2 separate regions of the Rattus norvegicus genome follow, and region 1 is linked to region 2. The links are chromatin contacts, called in public Hi-C maps. All regions are on one chromosome and are shown on one strand. The core of a region is the stretch at or near the end of the contact, and the rest is flanking DNA. Distances in the headings are between cores, read along the strand shown.

Region 1 (5,355 bases), core at 2,329-4,828, 290 kb before region 2:
CCTTCTACTTCAATGCTGCCTTAGCTTCTGGCTTCCTCAGAGATGAGGGGCCTCCCTGTGTCTCACCCCCACCACTAGCAAGCCTTGACCACAGTTCTGCAAAGCCCCAGGGCAGTATAGGGAAATGGGAGGGAGCAGCTGAAGCTAGGCTCCCATGGGTGGGGCTGGTGTCCTCTCCCCCCACCCCCGAGATCTGGGGCTGGACAACCCGTGCTAGGCAAGTGGCCCCAGCTGTGTGGCCCTGCATGTGACACAGCATGAAAGTCACACAGTGCAGGTCCAGCCTCTGTGATCTATTCTAGAGGGAGTAAGGGCAGCCCGATGCTTCTAGGCCAGCACACGGGGCTGCCACGGGTGACATGTGACCAGTAAGGCCACAGACTGCATCGGTGCGCGACCGAATGTGCTGGGCTGAGAGCTGGTCTTGCCTCTTGAATCACATGGGAGGGACCCTGCAGGCTCTTCCTGTGTGAAACAGGGACAATGCACCTAGCCCAAAAGCAGCCATGGGAAAATAGCTGGAGTCCCATTGGAAACACAGGTATGAGTGTCATCCATGACACCGCTCCTGTCCTGGGAGGCTCTGAGCCCCAGACCACAGCATGGTACCCTGTGTAAGAGGGCCAGGAGTTGAGTGGAAGCTGCAGAGTCATGGGTAGTGGAAGAGACACTCTTGAAGAAGCTAAGGGAGGACTGAGCTAAGGGAAGAAGGGAGGAGAGGTGAGGCCCAAGGGTGCTTGAGCAGGACAAGCCCCTGCTGAGGAAGCTACCACCTGACAGGTCAGTTTCTAGAGGCATGGACCACGACAGGGCCCAGAGCTCAGGTGCTATGCCTGAGCTAGGAGGACCTAGCCTTCCTTCCTCTGGGCTTACCCCACCTAGCTGGCCAGATGGTAGCCATTTTGAAAACCTGACTGCCCATTGCTTACACACCCTATGCCTGCCCTGAATCTAGATGGACCAGGGCTTGTACACAACAGGCACTGGTTCAGATTCAGAGGAGGGAGGGACCTCCTCCAGCAACCCCAGCAAGTTCAGACACACAGACTCTGAGAAAACAGCACCTCTCCCCAGTACTCCTGGCCTTGCCCCGAGGCTCCCTAAGATGTTCTCTCCCTGTGTTCACTGGCCAGTACTTTCTGCTGAAAACCCAGAAGACAGCAAAGGAACCTGGAGAACCTTTGAAAACCAGTTAGTTCTAGGTGCCCTAGTGGTCAGGGGATAATGGAACTGCAGGCTTAGTTTTCTCTGCCTGGAGGGAGGGAAACGAGTCCCTGACCTCTGGATCCTCTGACCGGAACAGAGCCAGGCCTTTGCTGAAGGAACTGGTGGCGTCTGCGAGGCTGCTCCTGGGCCCTGCTTTAGGTAGGTACTGGGAAAAGACAAAAAGAAGGGAAATCCAACCCAACCTCCACTGGCCAAAGTCTTATCACTGGGTGGGGCCCTGGTGGCCCTGGGACAAGGGGCAGGACAAGAAAGAGGACAGACACATGGCTGTCCATGGATCTGGACGAGGCTGGTCGGAGTCTCAGGTTCATGTCAGGTGGCCAGCCTGGCTGAGCCACTTCCAGCTGTGGGACAGAGTTCTCCCTCCTGCACTCGCTCAGCCAGAGCGTGTCAGACAGTGGGGCTGACCTCCTTTACCTGGTTTTTCTACATTCATGGTACCACCAGCTTCTGGGGCCTCCCGGTCCCGCCTGGGGGCCGGCGCCTGCCTCTTCGGGAGTCTGTCTTCTTTCGTCCCCTGACTCTTGCTCTCGCACCCCTTGTCCTGCAGGGCCTGCTGCCAAGACACAACCAGAATCCTCTCGTGAAGGGACTGCACTGAGGAGAGACCCTTGCCCTGGGGTTGTGAGCACTCTGGTCCCAGGGCCCAAGCACTGTCTTCACCAAGGAGGTGTGGACAAAGAGTCTTGCCTGGAAACCGGAGAAGTCAGACTAACATCCTACAGAAAGATGACAGTAATTTATTCTTGGGTGCCACCACAGTCAGTCTCCACACCGGTAAAAGGGGTTCTAAGAACCTACGTCCCCTAGATAAAGTCTGTGCTATCCCTTCAGGCTCCAGGGGGCAGCAACATGTGAGCAGCATTCTCCTAACGAGCCTTAATGCAGGTGGCTGTCTTGTCCTGCCTACACACGGCAGTCTTAGGGCCACTCCCCCATAGTGTCATAGTGTCGCCTGCTGTGACACCTTGGTAGACAGCTTCCCACCTAAGGATGGCACTCCCAGAACCAGGAGGCTACACACGAGTCCATCTGACCAGGAGAACGGCCACTCTGCTTCTTGCATGCTGTGTCCCATGGGGCTATCCAGGGGCAATGCGACCCCATGTCCTGGTCAAGGGACTGAGGCAAAGGTGGCTGGGCTGGGGCAGGTGAGTGGAGGGGTAAAGTGGGGCACTTCATTTGGAGAAAGACGCCAAGCAAGGGTCCAGACGGTGTGGGGAACGTGAACCCATTTAAGGGTAATAATACACAAGACAGATGAAAGGTGAACTGGGAGCTCACAGGCAGCGGGGTCTGTGTGTGCGCTTGGTGTGGGGCTGTGCGCACACAGAGACCCACGGACACGGAAACAAGAGCAACTTAAACCTGGGGGATCGAGATAAACGTCACAGCCGCAGAGGAGGATCTGATCAGGAAGGGCTCCAGGTCGTTCTGGACCCATCTGAGGCTCGACTGTTTTACCTTAAAGACACGGCTTTGCTGTGCTTGTGTTCACAGGGCATCTGGGAAAATGCCTTTCTGTCTCAAGCCAAGTGTCAATCTTGTTCTATTTTATTTACAGGGCCTCATGCTGTAGCCCTGACTGGTCTGGAAGCTGCAGAGATCTGTCTGCCTCTGCCTTGTCACCACTGGAACTAAAGGCTTGTGACAACATCCCAGGGCCAGGCGCCACACCTTTTCTTTAATGCTTGGTACAGGGAGGGTAAAGCACAGAGACAGCATGTCATCTGTGTGCTGTGTGGCTGTAGACAAACTCTGCTCCCTCTCTGAAGCTGTTTCCCTCCCTTCTCAGTCTAATCAATCTCTGCCCTCTAGTGCCAGTGGGCAAACCAAAGGCAACACCAAGCAAGGCATGCTTCAAGTGCCTTAAAGAGGCACGGATAGCTACCATCAGTTTATACTTTCTCTGACCTACACTCTAACTTTGAGCATCAAAAGGCCAATCAAAAGAATTGCAAGGGCTGGAGGGATGGCTCAGTGGTTAAGAGCACTGACTGCTCTTCCAGAGGTCCTGAGTTCAATTCCCAGCACCCACATGATGGCTCACAACCATCTGTAATGGGATCCGATGACCTCTTCTGGTGTGACTGAAGGCAGTGACAGAGTACTCACATAGATAAAGTAAATCTTTTAGAAAAAGAATCGCAAGAGTGAAAATCGGCCCAGCAGGTGCCTAGTCAGCCACATCCTCAGCCTCTTCCTCCCTCCATCTCTTGTATTTAGGACATTTCTCCTCAGCTTAATTCTGTCCCCGCCCTTCAACCAACTGCTACACTATCTCCTGCAGGCTGGGGGAGGTCGGGGTGGCAGGGATGGCGACAGTTGGAAGTTTCCATTTGCCTTCAGGCAGGAGCAAAGGTTACTATTTCTGGGCTGCTGGCTGAAGCACAGAAAGGGGGCTGGGAATTTCTGCAGCGTCCTGGAGGTACCACTCGGTCTTTAGTGGCTGGAACAAGGCTGGACTGACTGAGTCTGTGACCTACAGGTCCTGCCCCTGTGCTTGGAGCACACTTCGGCACACGTCCGTCCGTACCCATAAGGCAGAGCTCTGCAGGGCCGGAAGGACATGAACTTGGAAGCTGGTCACTAACGGCTTCTGAATGGAGCGTCAGTAGAACTGCTGAGCCCAGGCCTCCGTAGCAGCCACAGCCCAATACCCCATAATCAAAGCTCAAGAACAGGGCCACCACCCATCTGAGCTGCAGCTCATGACCACAGCCTCCCGATTTAACTTCCCTCTGGTTTCCTTAACTGTTGTCTTACCAGACCCACTCTCCTGGAAGACTTCACTAAAGAAACAAGTATGGTCAGTTCAGTCCTCAGAAGAATCTCACAAGAACCAAGAGACATGTTGAAACATAGGCTGTCCCTTAAACACCATCATCCCTGGGGTCCTGCCGAGAGCAGCAGCCCTGGACTGTATCCATCTGCTGGAAAGAGGATGGCTCAAAGGTGTGCGTTTCCCCCAGCACCCATCCTGCTAACCACCGGCACTTGCCTTTACTCCTGGCTCTTGGAAAAGGCAGGATGTGTGTGAGTGTGTGTGTGTGTGTGTGTGTGTGTGTGTGTGAATCAGAAGCTGGTTTATTCCTAAACCCACAGCACGTGGGAACAGGAGTATCCTGGCTCTTGGAAAAGGCAGGATGAGTGTGTGTGTGTGTGTGTGTGTGTGTGTGTGTGTGTGTGTGTGTGTGTATCAGAAGCTGGTTTATTCCTAAACCCACAGCACGTGGGAACAGGAGTATCTGGTGTGAGCTCCACATCACCTAGACTACAGAGGGAGTCCCTGTCTCAAAAATATAAAGAAGACTAGAGGATCATGAGTCCCGTCTCTTAGGGGAATCTGGACAACACCCCCAGATAACCCAGGAACTTCATGCTCCCAAGTTGTGTGCCTGGTGCTCTCCTGTTTGTAGTCACGCCTGCGAGGTCACTGGTGACTCTCTGGAGCCTCTACTGGGCTACTGCCCCGTATGTCCCTTCTCAGCATCCATGCCCAGTCTAAGGATGCAGTGGCACAAAGCGGCCAACAGCAAACATCGTTCAGCAAACACACATATTAAATACTAATACGGGAGGCTGAAGAGACCACTCAGCAGTTGAGAGCACTGGTTGCCCTTCCGGGGGGACCCAGGTCCAATTCCCAGGACCCAGATGGTGGCTTGTGACCGTAACTCTCGTCTGAGCCGATCTGATGCCCTCTTCTGTCCTCTATAGGCAGCAGACATACCCGCAGTGCCCAGACATATGCAAATACCCATACAGGTAAAAATAAATCTTTTAAAAGATACACTAATGCAGGCACTGGAGAGATGGCGCTCAGCGGATCACTTATCAGCGGATTAGAGCACTTGCTGCCTTGGTACCCGGGTCCAGTTCCCAGTACCCACGCTGGAATTCATGTTGGTAACTAGTTCTACACACGCATCAGAAGATTCGCTGACAGTCTGTAGAGAACCTCGGATCATTTCCCAGCATCCACGTGGTATCTACAAGGATCTGATTCCTTCTTCTGGCGTCCTCAGGCAGCAGGCACCAGGTATACACATGTGCGTATACATATACGTGGGCAAGCATCCATGCACGCCCAACTAATGCACATGCCTTTAATCCCAGCACTTAGGA
Region 2 (5,802 bases), core at 1,620-4,119:
CAACATTAAAGAGCCTGTTGAGGGGGCTGGAGAGATGGCTCAGTGGTTAAGAGCACCGACTGCTCTTCCTGAGGTCCTGAGTTCAAATCCCAGCAACCACATGGTGGCTTACAACCATCTGTAATGAGATCTGATGCCCTCTTCTGGTGCATCTGAAGGCAGTTACAGTGTACTCATATACAATAAAATAAAATCTTAAAAAAATAAATTTATAAGAGCCTGTTGATTCTTTCTGAGCTCTTGGTCTGAAAACCAATAAAGATTTGTCTCAGATCTTAAGTAAGTCCCAGCGTGACAAGGAGGATGCAGAGGCTGGGAGCTGACAAACTGAGCCTGCAGGGCCAAGGCAGCACCAGAGGTACTGCTTCCTCTGCACTGAGCCGGAGACCAAGGAAGATGTGGGTGGACTTGGGGTGAAAGCCAGCACCAACCAGTGCGGGAGGTTTTACACTGCAGAGAGCTTCATGGCCTTCACATGCAGGAGTCTGTTTCTAAGGAGGGGCCAGTGAGTGAGCCTGGACAACTAGTTAGACAGATGCCAGCCATTAGAGGTTTGGGAGAGGAAAAGCCAAGGGACGATGACTGCACCGTCTTAATTTCAGAAGCCTAAGCAGATGCTATACCCAATCCTTCAAGATTGTTGTTTTATGGAAGCCAAGTAGGCATTCTCTCTGTGCACAAATGCAAAAGTCAGAATAGTAAATATTTGTGATATCAAAATGGAACCCAAAATAGTCCTCAGTCAGTGTGTAGTGTCTACTGGCAAAGGGCCAAGCCACGTGTAGGTAACAGACAGCCCTATCATCCTCTACCCTACAACCAGACCTTACTTCTCAGGAAAAGGGCAGTTCCCCCTCAATTCTGTATCCGTAGACAATGCCTGTCACTCAGGTGTTGCTCAGTAAATCCCTGATAAACATGATCGATAAACATGACCAGTTCCCAGGGTCTCCTTGACTGGACTGTTCCCAGTTACTGGGAACTTCATAACTTAACTCAGGAAAGGCCTGAACACAGCAAAGCTAACCTGGAGGCCGAACTTCCCCTCCATCCTTGCCTCCTCTTGCTTCAACTGGAGAAAACCTCTCCCTTAAATGCTAAGTCTGTCAAATCCAAACAAGAGTTGGAAACATAACTAATTTCTTTCCAAAATGTCTGTTTAATTTGCTCCATGTAACTCTGCTCCAACAATGTTTCTTACGTGTTTATGTCATCAGGGTACCATTGGCCCTTTAGAGGCGTTGTTAAGGGACACAGCGAGCGCACCATGGTTACTCTGCTTTCTCTGCCATGTGTAAACATGGTGACCAGTCAAAAAGTCGGGCTTGAAAAAAAAAAATAAACCACATCTCAGATCAAAACCAGGGGGGAAATGAATGCCTCTGAGAGAAGCTTCGACACTTCTCTCCCATCGTAACTGTCCAGATACCAAGCTGGTGAGCATCCTCCTCCAAACACTGCCAGGTGGACTTGCTCTGGGTTCTCGGTGCAGAGGTCTGATTTAAGAACTCCTGATGCTTCATTTCAAAATGAATAAACACTCAGGAGAATGGGGGAAGTTAAGGGTCTGCTTCCTACGCCATACTCTTGACATAACTCTGGCTATGGATCTGAAAGAGTTGGTCAGACTGCTCACGTACCAAAGGCCAGATCTTGTTGAGCTCTCAACTGACTTGGCCAAATGACACGATACTTCCAACAGGCTTCTCTCAAAACTGTCCTCAGAACACACGACTCTCTAGCAGTGACAAGCTGAAGGCAAGTCAGGTACTCTGTCAACCACTATGCGCCTCAAAGCCCTCCTCTGTGAATTAGGAAAGACACTGCATTGTTCTCGTTCCACTAACAATAATCTTGACTTATTCCACCCATTCTATATACATCTCTATGAACACCACCTCTCTCCATCTTCCCCCGCCGAGGGCAGAACTAAAGCTACTCCCTAAATCACCTGGCTTCCGCATTAGAGTGCCCACTTTGTATTTAAAAAAAAAAAAAAACGAATCTTCACGAGAAAAGAAACGCCAAGGCATTTCTGCTAGCTCTTAACATCTCCAAAAGTGAGCAGGGAAGGCCACCATCTCATGTGGCAAACGAAGATACCATCCATTCCAGAGGACGGCTAGATAAAAATACGGAGGCTTGACACTGGGTCTGCACTTGCGGCTCTTGAGAAGCCTCTAACAATCACCTTTGTGCAGTTTTCGGAGAAAGCCGGTACAGGAGGAACAGTACGGACTCTAAGTTAAAGAAAGCTCGCAGCCAAGTTCCAAAGGTCAGGCTATCGGCGGTCAATGAAATGGAGGGGGCTAATGAATGAGACCGGAACACCTCTGGCTTGGCCGGTGCTCAGGATGCCCGGGAAAGAGGCCCTCTGTCTAGAGGGCAGCACAATGCCTGGTATCAGCGAACACATGCATGTCTTTCATCAAAGGACTATGCGTTTCAAGCTAGGCTGTGGACCCTGCACCCATTCTACTGACCAGGAAGCCGAGGCTCAGTAGCCACACCATTTCGTGGGCGGCGAGTGCCCCGCCCACACCCCGCCCCATCGCTCACCTTTTTGTCCCAGATCTGCAGGGGCTTGCTGCCGATGCTGTAGAGGATGGAGAGGAAGCCGCTCTGGAACGTGTTCTTGAACATCTCGCCAGCCGCGGCCCCGCAGCCGCCCTAGGCCCGGGACTGGAAATCGGAACCGAACGGCGAAAGAGAGAGGGTGCCGCCGGTCCGAAGGAAGGACACTGAGCTGCAGCCACTGACGGCGGGAAGCGGCGGATCCGCAAGCCTCGGTGAACACACAGCCACCTCAGCACCGAAACCACAGCAACTGCCGCCCGCGCCGCCAAGCCTGCCTGAGAGGAGGCGGAGCGCCGCCGCGGCCAGCCACGGATCCCTCCGCACGCCTGGGCCCGCCTCCCGGAGGCGCATCACCCAGTCCTACCGCAGAAAGAGCGGTTTCCGGTTCCTTCCGCCCTTAGGCCCGCCCCTTCCTGCCCCCTCCGGAGCGGAACTCGGTTGCCAAGGGACTATTCCCCGCCCCTCCCCACTGCAGCCGAGACTTGCTTCAGAACAGCGGAAGGAGACGTAAGAAGTTACCGCACGTGTTTACAGTGCCTGCGTGGTGTCATGGGAACCGGGAGGCGTGTGGAGGGGTGGAGTCACGCCAGACACCTCCCCTGAAGGGCGGGAAGAGTAAGGAAGGTGGCTTTGTGCCAAGTACAGATAAGCATTACCCTCGGTGTGTTGATGCCAGACTTTAATCCTAGCACCGGATTTAATCCCAGCAGAGGCAGAAAGTTCTCTGTATTTGAGGCCAGCCTGGAGTACATAACTAACTCCAGGACAGCCAGGACTCGGAGACACCCTGTCTCAAAAAACAAATGTGGGTTGGCCCAGGAGAACAGGAGACAGAAGAATGTGTAAGCTAATGAATCAGTATTGAGTGCCCTATTTACATCATCATCTTTAGTTATCAAGTCACGGTGAGTGAGACGATGTGAAAGCAATACCCTGGGGAAAACATCTCTTTAAATGCATTGATCCGAAAACAAGAAAGCCTGAACATTAAGATATAAGCGAAAATTGGGCTGGAGAGATGGCTCAGCGGTTAAGAGCACCCGACTGCTCTTCCAGAGGTTATGAGTTCAATTCCCAGCAACCACATGGTGGCTCACAACCATCTGTAAAGAGATCCGATGCCCTCTTCTGGTGTATCTGAAGACAGCTACAGTGTACTTATATATAATAAATAAATAAATCTTTAAAAAAAAAGATATAAGCGAAAATTAATAAAAATTAAACACAATTGGACTGGTCCAGTTGAACCAATAGCTGATTCGGGTTTTTTGTTTGTTTGTTTGTTTGTTTGGTTGGTTGGTTGGTTGGTTTTTTTCTTTTTTTTTTCGGAGCTGGGGACCCAGGGCCTTGCGCTTGCTAGGCAAGTGCTCTACCACTGAGCTAAATTCCCCAACCCCAGCTGATTCGTTTTAAAGAGTTTGAAGCAAAGGCAATCACTTTAGCAATTTTAACGATCATAGTTGCAAAGTTTACACGTTTACTGTGTGACAGGTATAGGCAGCGCCTTACCTTGCATTAACTCACTCAACCCTCACACCAGAACTTTGAGTACTCCAGCCAGAATTTCTAGATATCGTGAAAAATATGTGAATCTATTACTGTATAAAAATGAAACTTGTTATATGGAATTTATTTTTGCATGATATCTGGAGATTCTTTATGTACTCTAAGCCAAGTGAATAATTTATAACTTGTTTTTAAGTTGTTCAGAATATCCTCAGGAGGAAAACGATTCAACATAAGAAAGAAATGATGGCGTATGAGTTTCTATGGTGATTTAAATGTTGCATATAATTAACCACTTGATATCTTAGAAAAAGTAAGTTATTTCTAGAAATAATTCACCAGTACTAAGTCTGGAAATAGAAAACGGAATGACTAATAAATAATTAAGGTAATAACTGAACTCCTCAGGAGGTTCTGAACCCTGTCTCATGGCTTTTTTTTTCTGATTAATGTAATACAGATTATTGAGGAAGCTATAAAAAGTAACATTACAGTCACTCATAATATCACCATTCAGAAATAATTGTATGCCTCTGTATATTGTCCCCATGGCTACCTGCCCAGTCCTCCTTAATCTGCCCTCATCCCATCACATATTAATGTGTGCAGACAGCCTCAGAGGCTGTGGTTGCTAAGATCCATCCTCTGGACCAGTGCGTGTGGAATCCATCACTGTCCTCCCAGCCAGGCATCTGCATTTATCTCTCCCCTCCCCCAGGAATGGCCATCTTTATACATCTTCCCCTTAAAAACCCGGATGAGAACTTCTTTGGCTTGTGTGTCTGCTCCAGAGTTACTAGATAGGAATAAACACGGTCCAGTTGGACCGAATGGCTCTTGCAAATCATGTAGCCATTGACGTTCCCACAGACAATGCGTATAGTGACAACCATTAGTCTGCTTTCTAAAATTTGCAGGTCTGAACTATGTACATGTTGTTTTGGCTTATTTTTTTCACTTTCTGACTACTATTAGGCTGGCTCATCTTTTCATAGGCATTTAAAATTAATTTAAAGTCACTTCTATGTTTTTATTATATGTGTATGGGGATGTCTCTCCCTGCATGGATGTCTGTGCACCCTCCCCCAGTGCTCTTAACCGCGGAGCCGTCTCTCCCGCCCCTCTTCGCAGGTGTGTAATTGCTTTTATTTGGGGTGGGCAAGAGGGATTCGTTGGTAAAGACACCTGTCACGAAGCCTGAGGATCTGACCCACAGGATAGATGAGTGACTGCCTCAATTTGTTCTCTGAGCTTCCTACACACACACATCCCTCCTCTCACACACACAGAGACTTTATTTTTTAATTGCTCGTTTGTGTTTTTTACCCACGTCTCCACTGAGGCTCTTCATCCTTTATTGGTTTGTGAGGCCTAGCATTCACCTCAGAAGCATCTGCTGCTGAGTGGCGTTGACAGCTTTGCTTTCCTATGTAGGCCACCCATTTCTGTCAGTGGCACGTCCGAGACCTCCTTTTCTCAGTGGTTTTCAAGACCACTTTTGTGTATAATAAGTTTCCATATTTACACCTGTCTCTTTCTGAGCTCTCTCTTCTAGTCTCCTGTTCAAAGTGCTTATACAAAACGCCAGTTGCAGGCCTTTAATCCCAGCACTCAAGGGGCAGAGGAGGCAGAGGAAACAGAGGCAGAGGAAACAGAGGCAGAGGCAGAGGCAGAGAGGCAGAGAGGCAGAGAGGCAGAGAGAGAGGCAGAGGCAGAGAG

Evidence for each region. A called contact is a pair of places that touch in the nucleus more often than the background predicts.
Region 1: a Hi-C map of liver shows a contact between it and region 2, with 1.9 times the contacts expected there. The contact joins the enhancer-like site here to the promoter of Cfap20 in region 2. A contact is called at or near these places in 1 of 12 Hi-C or Micro-C datasets (liver) and 1 of 1 datasets of contacts at active chromatin or transcription factors (oligodendrocytes).

What each region holds. Positions count from the first base shown.
Region 1 is chr19:9,901,799-9,907,153 of GRCr8, reverse strand. Kifc3 (kinesin family member C3) reads right to left here. Exons shown (of 21, transcript NM_001401191.1): 4 at 1,645-1,783. Among named protein-coding and RNA genes, the nearest start is that of Katnb1, 42 kb to the left of the region's middle. Within about 2 kb of position 3,578, at least 4 of the 93 cell types and tissues checked have an H3K27ac peak or open chromatin away from gene starts, as enhancers often do. A contact at or near this core is called in liver, where this site is marked.
Region 2 is chr19:9,612,045-9,617,846 of GRCr8, reverse strand. Cfap20 (cilia and flagella associated protein 20) reads right to left here and starts at 2,869. Exons shown (of 6, transcript NM_001399181.1): 1 at 2,560-2,869. The coding sequence starts at 2,643.